Regions from separate parts of the Sus scrofa genome. Here regions 1 and 3 are each linked to region 2. The links are chromatin contacts, called in public Hi-C and HiChIP or PLAC-seq maps. All regions are on one chromosome and are shown on one strand. The core of a region is the stretch at or near the end of the contact, and the rest is flanking DNA. Distances in the headings are between cores, read along the strand shown. Region 1 overlaps COG5 (conserved oligomeric Golgi complex subunit 5). Region 2 holds the start of CBLL1 (E3 ubiquitin-protein ligase Hakai). Region 3 holds the start of LAMB1 (laminin subunit beta-1).

Evidence for each region. Hi-C and Micro-C count contacts between places; a contact is called where the count stands out from the background. HiChIP or PLAC-seq counts read pairs in DNA pulled down with a chosen protein or histone mark.
Region 1: a Hi-C map of retroperitoneal adipose tissue shows a contact between it and region 2, with 1.8 times the contacts expected there. The contact joins the enhancer-like site here to the promoter of CBLL1 in region 2. A contact is called at or near these places in 16 of 47 Hi-C or Micro-C datasets (alveolar macrophages, embryonic fibroblasts, epiblast stem cells and 8 more) and 1 of 2 datasets of contacts at active chromatin or transcription factors (alveolar macrophages).
Region 3: an H3K27ac HiChIP or PLAC-seq map of alveolar macrophages shows a contact between it and region 2. The contact joins the promoter of LAMB1 here to the promoter of CBLL1 in region 2. A contact is called at or near these places in 1 of 47 Hi-C or Micro-C datasets (heart right ventricle) and 1 of 2 datasets of contacts at active chromatin or transcription factors (alveolar macrophages).

What each region holds. Positions count from the first base shown.
Region 1 is chr9:106,997,351-107,000,074 of Sscrofa11.1, forward strand. The region is part of intron 21 of COG5 (conserved oligomeric Golgi complex subunit 5); the gene reads right to left. Among named protein-coding and RNA genes, the nearest start is that of HBP1, 33 kb to the left of the region's middle. Within about 2 kb of position 1,326, at least 17 of the 83 cell types and tissues checked have an H3K27ac peak or open chromatin away from gene starts, as enhancers often do. A contact at or near this core is called in retroperitoneal adipose tissue, where this site is marked.
Region 2 is chr9:107,454,870-107,457,569 of Sscrofa11.1, forward strand. CBLL1 (E3 ubiquitin-protein ligase Hakai) reads left to right here and starts at 1,392. Exons shown (of 6, transcript XM_003357515.4): 1 at 1,392-1,765. The coding sequence starts at 1,753.
Region 3 is chr9:107,745,801-107,748,500 of Sscrofa11.1, forward strand. LAMB1 (laminin subunit beta-1) reads right to left here and starts at 1,442. Exons shown (of 35, transcript XM_003130269.5): 1 at 1,288-1,442; 2 at 1,031-1,153. The coding sequence starts at 1,067.

The DNA of each region.
Region 1 (2,724 bases), core at 76-2,575, 460 kb before region 2:
AATTACAAGTACAGGAAGATAGAACTGTAATGAGAAGTAAAGACAGGAGTTCCCGTGTGGCTCAGCACTAACAAACCCAACTGGTGACCATGAGGATGCGGGTTCGATCCCTGGCCTCGCTCAGTGGGTTGGGGATCCAGTGTTGCCCACTGGTATAGTTCGCAGATGCGGCTCGGATCTGGCATTGCTGTGGCTGTGGTGTAGGCTGGCAGCTATGGCTCTGATTCGACTCCTAGCCTGGGAACTTCATCAGCTGCGGGTTTAGCCCTAAAAGGACCCCCCCCCCGCCCTTCCCCCCCAAAGAGTAAAGACAAACTCACAGAAGAAAATAAACAGAAGAGAAACCTGAGTGTAGGGATCCTCAAAAGTACAGGCATGCAAAGTGGAACTGAATGTCCTTAGAGAACAAAGTCTTTGAGATGCCTTAGTTCATGTCAGAGCTGAGCTTAAACTAAATGTTCCTCGATGAAAAAACTTGCTTCTTTCAGGAACACTATTTGAATTGCTGCACAATCGCCCCCCTCCCAACATGTAAGCCCTGGAGATTCAGACACAGCAGCGAAATCCCCAGGGCCTCGGCTGTCTTTGAGACGATGGTGTATATGCATCAGTCTAAGAAATGAGTGCACTGAGATTCACAGACACTGTAATCATTCTGCAGTGAATGGCTTAGACTCATGTTATCTAATAAGTGGATAAAAATCCACTTACTTTCATCTGCTTTAAAAGGGAAAGACATTACATAAACTACACAGTATGTGGAAGAAAGTTGAGAAATAAGTTTGGTTAGTGTTTATTCATCAAAAACACCATCAGAACTATGAAGAGAAAAAAAATTAAAGCTGCCATCATCCCATGTAAAATTAGAGCAAGATGTTTAAGCAATTATCATATTACTCCATTTGCTTGAGCAAAACATAAGCTTTCTTGGAAGTCAGGCCAAGCATTATATAAGAGTCTCAACTCTGATTTGTATCCAAAATAGGAAGATTATTAAAGTTACCCTTATTGACAAAAAAATTAGTACAGGAATTATGCAAACAATTTGTAGAGGAAGGGCTTGTGGTAACACAGTAACACTGCCCAATGTGATATTAAGTAACCAAGGGGAGGTTTTTATGGAACACAAAATGATTTTTGTCAGGTATTAAAATATCAGTGTGCTTGGTACTGAAATACATAAATGCCTCAACCACTGCCAGGTGCCTTCATAGGTCTTTCCTGGCTCCACCCTCCCCTTGGTCCCATCTCAGGGACCCAGTTCCCAGAACCGGTAGGTGTCTTGTGCCAGGGGAACACCACGAGGAGAGACCACACCTTACCCTCCATCAGCAGGGACCGTGTGGTTCCACAGAAGCACCGAGGAGCCAAGGGAACGGTGCCCAGCTTGTGGGCCCTGGACGGGGCAAGGGGTCCGAGAATGCACAGACTGAGAGCTGTCTGAGAACTGTCTGGATGAAAAGCGCTAGTAAGCAAATAAAGTCTAAGAAGTTTTGACACCATAAAGGTCTTCTGCTCAGACTCAGGAGAAGCAGAGGGTGAGGAGGCCACAGTAAGAAGAGTTGCTGCTCCACTGCCAATATCAAGAGTCAGTCCTACCTCTTCCGCAGTTCGGCATCAAAACCTCAGTCTTCATGTCTGCTGAGAACACGTTCAACCCCTGCAGACCCACAGGTGCTGCCCCGGCTGCCCTGCCCGCCCCCGCCCCCGCTCCCGCCCTGGGCCAACACGCCTGGTGGGGCGGAGGAGGTACCACCTTCCCCACCAACCCCACTTGGCCCCAGGATCAGTGATCACTCTGCTTTGAAAAATTAACTTCACGAGTATCCATTCAAGCTCCAGAGAAATACCTGGTGTCAAAAGGAAGCAGAGAGGAAGGCGGAGGAGAGTCCATTACTTGCCATTTGTTCCACAGCAGTGGCTGCACCCCCAAGGACCTGCCCTACTTAAGACAACATGTCCAGCCGGGAGGAGCAGAGGCGTGTGTGGCAAGGGCTGCCCCCAGAGCCAAATCGACTTGCTGACATTTAAAGGGCAATACTCACCCGGGGTTTATCTAGAGGGGCAAGAAAGTCATCCAGCGGTGCTTCGGTATGCAGGGATGACGTCAGTTTTGCAGTAACAGATAAGAAAGAAGACCCTCGAGGACAAAGCTCCCCTCCTTGCCAAGAGCCGGGGCTGTGGCGGGAGCCCCGTGTGCTGGAATCCCCGGAGGAGGGCTGAAGTGGCTGCTCAGGCCAGGAAGGCTCTGAGAGCAGCCCTGTGTGGAGTGAAGGGCGGGCCTTATTCAAAAAGCCTGGGAGTATTTCTAAGCTTTTCGGTTGCTAAATACAGGCTTAGCAACAGCACGGCTGATCAAATCACTCAGAAGACATTTTTAAAGAGAAGCAAAAGAAAAGAGATTTGTGATAGGCCCACAGCAGGACAACTGCTGCAGATGAACTCATTCCAACTTGTTAAGAACAGAAATGAACCCCGTTCAAGTAACTGAATCCTGAGTCCTCATCCATTACCAAGTGGGCTGCAGCTGAGCGCATCTGTGGGACTCTGGCAAACCCAGACATTCACGCCCCCGTCAGCCCCACGCAGCCGCTTAGCCACCCCCAAAGCCTTTCAGGACAGGTTCCCTGGGGGGCCCTCCCCATTTCCTGGTCGGACCCTCACAGCTGGGAGGGTAACAGACGAGGGAGAGCAGGGGTCTGGGCCACTCTCCTCTTGATCCAC
Region 2 (2,700 bases), core at 142-2,641:
TGGGTTGGATTCATGGCCTTGCTCAGTGGGTGGGGGAGCTGGTGTTGCCTTGAGCTGCAGTCTAGGTCACAGATGAGGCTTGGATCCTGCGTTTGTGGTGTAGTCTGGCACCTATAGCTCTGAATCAACCCCAGCCTGGGAACTTCCATGTGCTGCCAGTGTGGCCTTAAAAAAAAAAAAAAAAAAAAAAAAATTCTGTGTGCTCTCCCACATGTTGTACTGTTTCCAACAATAAACTTTATACCTTTAAAATCTCTGCTTTCAACAAGGAGCAAGAATCAGGGCAATTCTGCTTTCAGCCTCTGCTAGTCTAGTGGCTGGGATTCCCGGTTTTCATCCAGGCTGCCCAGGTTCAATTCCTGAGCGGAGAATTAAAGATTTTGCTCCAAGCCATCACTCACTGCTGTCTCCATGAGATCAAAAGTACTTCTCTAAAAGATCAATACGATAATCTCTGATCTAGGAACTCTGGCATTGAAAGCCTGAATAACACGAGGTAATGCTGTCGTCACCCAGAGACAACAAGAATAGAACCCAAATCCCTGGACTCCCAGCTTGTGTTTTCCACTAATTGCACTCCTTTCTACTCATCCAAGACCGTCAAGTGTGAAAGGGTGGAGAAGGGAGTGAACACAGATGCGCCAGGGCCTGGAAGTGGAGACCCAACTGAAGGCCCTCAGGAATCCCTCTTGGGCACCTGCCTTTTGTTTCAGCTGAGGACGATGAAAGCGGCAGCAACCACGAACCCCCGGGACCAAGAACTGGAACTAGGTACTGCCCATGCTGCTATCTCTTCCTCATTTAAGCCTTTCCTCTTTCACCTCTCCCCTACGGCCAGCCCTAACATGCTCTCCTCACCCTCAGCTCCACCATGCACTTGAGTCCCCGCTTTCCTCTAACAAGAAGCGGCTGCATGGCACCTGCCCTCCAGCTGGCCCTGCATCCAGTCCTTAGGCGGGATGTTCGGAGGGATCCTAGCCCCACAAGCGTTCTGCCTAGAAAATGAATGCTCATCAAGCGTTAGAAATGGGTGGGAATCAGGGCTGATACTCAAGTCAGCTCTGCGTGGATCTCTGCAGTTCTTCACGACAAAGCAAAATGTAGACAGTAAGCATAGAGCCTTTCTTGCTTTGCTGAGAGCCTCACACAGCTCCACCTTCCCCCGGGCATCCTCCCACTGGAGAACGCCTTGCGCAGAGCTCGTGTTTACAGTTTTCCTGGCCGTGGGGGAGGAGACCTCCGCTCGCGGACTCAGGGGGATTCCAAACCGTTACTCCGCCCGCCGGGGTGGGGCCAGCCTAACGGCCGAGCCTGCGCAGTGGGCCCGGCCGGCTCCAGTGTCGCGGCGCACTACATATCCCAGAAGGCAAAGCTCTGCGGAGCGGGCGGCCGCTTTACCTGCCGCGAGCTTAGTTCTGTGGCTACTGCTGCTCCCCTCCTCCTAGGTTCCGGTCGGTCTCCATTCCACAGTTAAAGGCTACTCCCTCTTGAAGCACATGAGAGGAAGCTTTAGCAGTCTCGACAGTGTAGCCTTTCGCGTACTCGCTCTTTCTCTCTCGCTCTGCCTGAACTATGCCTGACTCTCTCACCGGAGTCGGCTAGCCAAGGAGAGAGGAAGACGTCTTTAAGGGCCCCAGCCTGGGCGAGCTGGTCGCACTTCCGCCTCTCGGGCTCCGGAAGGTAGCGCGCACGCGCTCCCTGCGACTCCGGCGCCGTTGACTTCCGCTCCCACTGTGCCCCGCGAGCCGAATCATGGATCACACTGGTAAGGAGGCGGAGGCAGTGGGGGTCCCGGTTCCATGCCCCCTTGGCCGGCCTGGGACTGGTCGCCCAGCCGGCATAGAGGGGTTACGCTCGCCCCACAGCACTGAGGTGTCGCGGGGAAAAAGAAATCTCACAGACCCTTTTCCGTGTCCGGCCAGGGCCTGCTACTTCCCGGCCTACCCTCCGGTGTGGTACCTACAGCCTCAGTGCCGGCAACAGCCGTTCCTTTTCTGTTTCTGCTAAGCTCCGAGCTGGGACAGCGGGCGGCGCAGGCCACGCGGGGAGGAGAGAGCGCCGGCTCTTTTTTTCCTCATTCTGGGTGCCGTGCCCTACGTTATGGGGACTGGCGGGTAGATTCCAATCTCGGAGTCGGGGAAGCCTCATTGAACTGGGAGTCGTTGCGCGAGAGTGGATTGGAGACTTCCTGCTGTCTCAGTCAGCTTTGGGCGGGTGCTGCGGTGGTCACCGCTTGGTCTTTCATGGACTAGAGGTGGGAGAAGGGAGTCGGATATGGTTTTCGGAATCATACCGGGAGCAGCTTTTCTGCTTAAGCCAAAAGCGTGCCCCGCTCTTCGGCTGTGGTCCTTAACCATCAATCTTGAGCTTAAAATCAAGATACTCTCATCCTTTTCTCCAAGTAAGAATGGCTCCACTCTTTGTTGTGTGTCTTTTGGCTTTTGCTTCCTTGTGTTTTTTGGATATTGAATGAGTACCTTTGGAGTTAGACACTGCTCCGTATGGTTATATCTAGGCTTAGAGAAGGCTTTTTCCAGTATTAACTATTAGTCGGGATGTCCTCTGTCATCAGCTACCTACTTAATTTTGTACGTGTATCTTACACACACTCTTCAAGGCCTGAAGATGGAATGGTAAACAAGATACACTGAGTCTATGTTCTTTTTGAGGTTAGGTACTGTTGGGAAAGACATAATAAGT
Region 3 (2,700 bases), core at 192-2,691, 290 kb after region 2:
CATAGGGCACAAGCAGAGAGCGGGAGTCCCAGCCATAGGAAAGGCAGGGGCGGGGACAGAGTAGATTCAGAAAAACGCAGAATACACAGAAAAGAAACACAATGGAGAGATGAGCGAGGCCGGGGAAGGCAGGATGTGGACAGGAGGATACAGAACCAAACAGAACAAACGAACATCAGGTTTGCCCAGCAGTGGACAGCACTGGTCCCTGGAAACCCACCCACACTCGCGCCCACCCTGATCTGTCCCGGGAAGCAGCATCAGCCACACAAGGTGGAGGGGCAGACCGGCCACTTGGAGGTGCCTGCACCTGGGCTCAGGGAGGCAGATGGCCAAACACCACACGCCTGCACGCGGTTGGCAGCCTGTGCATCCTCGGTGTCTGCGCAATTGCGCACACAGAAATTTATGAGTGGAGGGGCTAGTGTGTGTGTGCACGCTCAGAGGTTGCAGGCACTTCGCCGGGGGAAGAGAGATGCTGGGGCTCGCCGGTGACGCCACTTTCTCGAGGGATGAGTGGACAGTCCCTGCGGCTTTGGATCGGCTTCAACAATTCGTCATTCCAGGGAAGCTCCCCGTCCAGCTGTTTCTGGCGCCATCCGGGGGCAAACGGCGATGGTTAATTAAAGCCACATGGCCCCAATCTGTTCCCAGGACTTACTTAGTCTGTGCTCAGCTTGGGCACTTTTCCGGGAAATGGGCTCCTGGAGAGCCCTCCGCACCATGGAGAACGATCCCAGCAATGGAGAGACCCACCGAGAAAGGGCCAGAGGTGCAAAGCACAGATCAGTGACCGCGGGAGCACCGGGAGCTCTGGGCACAGCCCCTGGGGAAGCGGTCGGTCGCCCGAGATCCTCGCGCGCAGCCCTCGGCCACCACCGAGGGAGCTGTTGTTTAATTCCAGCGCAGAATTGCCACCCAGTCCCTCTCCTGATCCCCCCGGCTTCCACGAAGCTGGGTCCAACCGCTTGGTTTTTCTTCTTCCACGTCTAAGCCCACCACCCCCTCCCCACCTCTTCCTCGGAATTACCTAGGAAACTCAGCGCGAACACCTGGAGCCGCCCCATGTCCAGTGCCTGCAACCGAGGGGACACGGCAGAGGAGGGGAGGACACCGCCGCCGAGCCGCCGGCTCTTTTTCCCCGTCTTCCTTTCTGGAGATGTGGAGAGAAAAAAGGCAAATGTTCAGAGAGAGGAGAGCGGCCCTCGCATTTCCTGCCGCTCCCACGGAAGCAGGGGGTGGGAGAGTGGGAAGAGAAAAATCGAGCCGCCACTTTGTTCTGCTCACCCGGCAGGACGAGCGCTCTCCCGGCGCCTGGCAGCCCCGGAGCCCAAAGAAGGGAATTAGAAAGTTTCGCCCTGGGAGGAACCTAGGGAGGCGCCTTTTGCTCATGCGCACACCGGGAGCCGGGCGGAGGGGGCGGGTGCCCCCTACTTGGCGGGGAGTGGGTGAGGTCCAGATCCCACCCTCCCCCGTACCTCTTTTGTTTTAAGGCTGCATCTGCGGACGCGATGGGGTTGTGGCTCTTCCCATTCCCAGCGCAGGCTGCCTCCGGGTGAGCGTCCCGAGCAGTGCGCTGGGGGCGGGAGGCGTCCGGGCTGGTCCGGGAGGTAGGTGTCTGCTCACGGGCGAGGGGGCTGGTCCGGACCTACCGCGAGCTCGTGCATTTACATTTGTAAGGAGTGAGTCACGTAAAGGTGCCCAATGCTGTAAACTCTCTCTGAGCGCTCGGGCAAGGCCAGTTAACCCTTTAGAAAGCCGGTTGTCTGGTTTGTTCCTGAGAAGCGAAGCCCGAAACGCCTGGTATCGCTGAGGCTGAGCTCGACATCTGATGTCTTCATTCGAAGGAAGTGCTCTCGGCTACGCACCAACTTAGGACGAGCCTGGAGCTCCTGCCACCCAGGTGGCCACCGCATTGAATTACCCATCTACTTTTTACCCCAATCCAGATAGATGGCTTCAATTCAGGTAATTTCTCGAATGATACTGTTGGTAGTGATGCTTTTTCTCATCTCACCATGAAAGGGTGGGCTCAGCCGCTCACCTGGAGGTCTCTAGTGAGATGTACTCCTCCACGAAGCACAGTCTAGCAAATCCTCCAGAGGAACTCCGCGGTGTACAGATGGTGAGGTGGGTGATGGGTCCGCTAAGGACGGGTCTCCAGCAGCAATGTGGTTGATCTGTCTAGTTAAATAAGGGGTAAATACGCTCTGACCCAGCTCCTGGGGGATGGAGAGGGAAGAAAGGCTGGTGGTGTGATTCCCCCTTCCTGCGAATTAGCCCACTTCTGCTGCCTTAGCAATGGATGGAATCAGACCTTGAGCTCTATTTTGTCCTCTGGACAAAAGTACCCCCCCCAACCCCCACCTCTGAGAAGGGAGAATAGTTAGTTGTTAATCCAGTCAGGAGATTTTGTTCTCTAATTAATCATCCCGGGGGGAAGGGTTTAAGTGGCCAGTTGGTAGGCATTTAACTTAGCTGTAATGAGATAGGGCCCAGGAAGTTTAATCATTAGACCATAGAGTAAGCTGCTTTTTGAGTTTATCTCATCGTTTCCACTGAGGGAGGCCGCAGCCTCAGGTCTTGGTGATATATTAATTATTCACCTAATCAGCACTTGCCCTGCTGCAACCTGGGGAGATTTTTGCCTCCGTCCAATGCTCAGGCTCCTTGGGGCTGTGGCTCAGCAGCCCTGAGCAC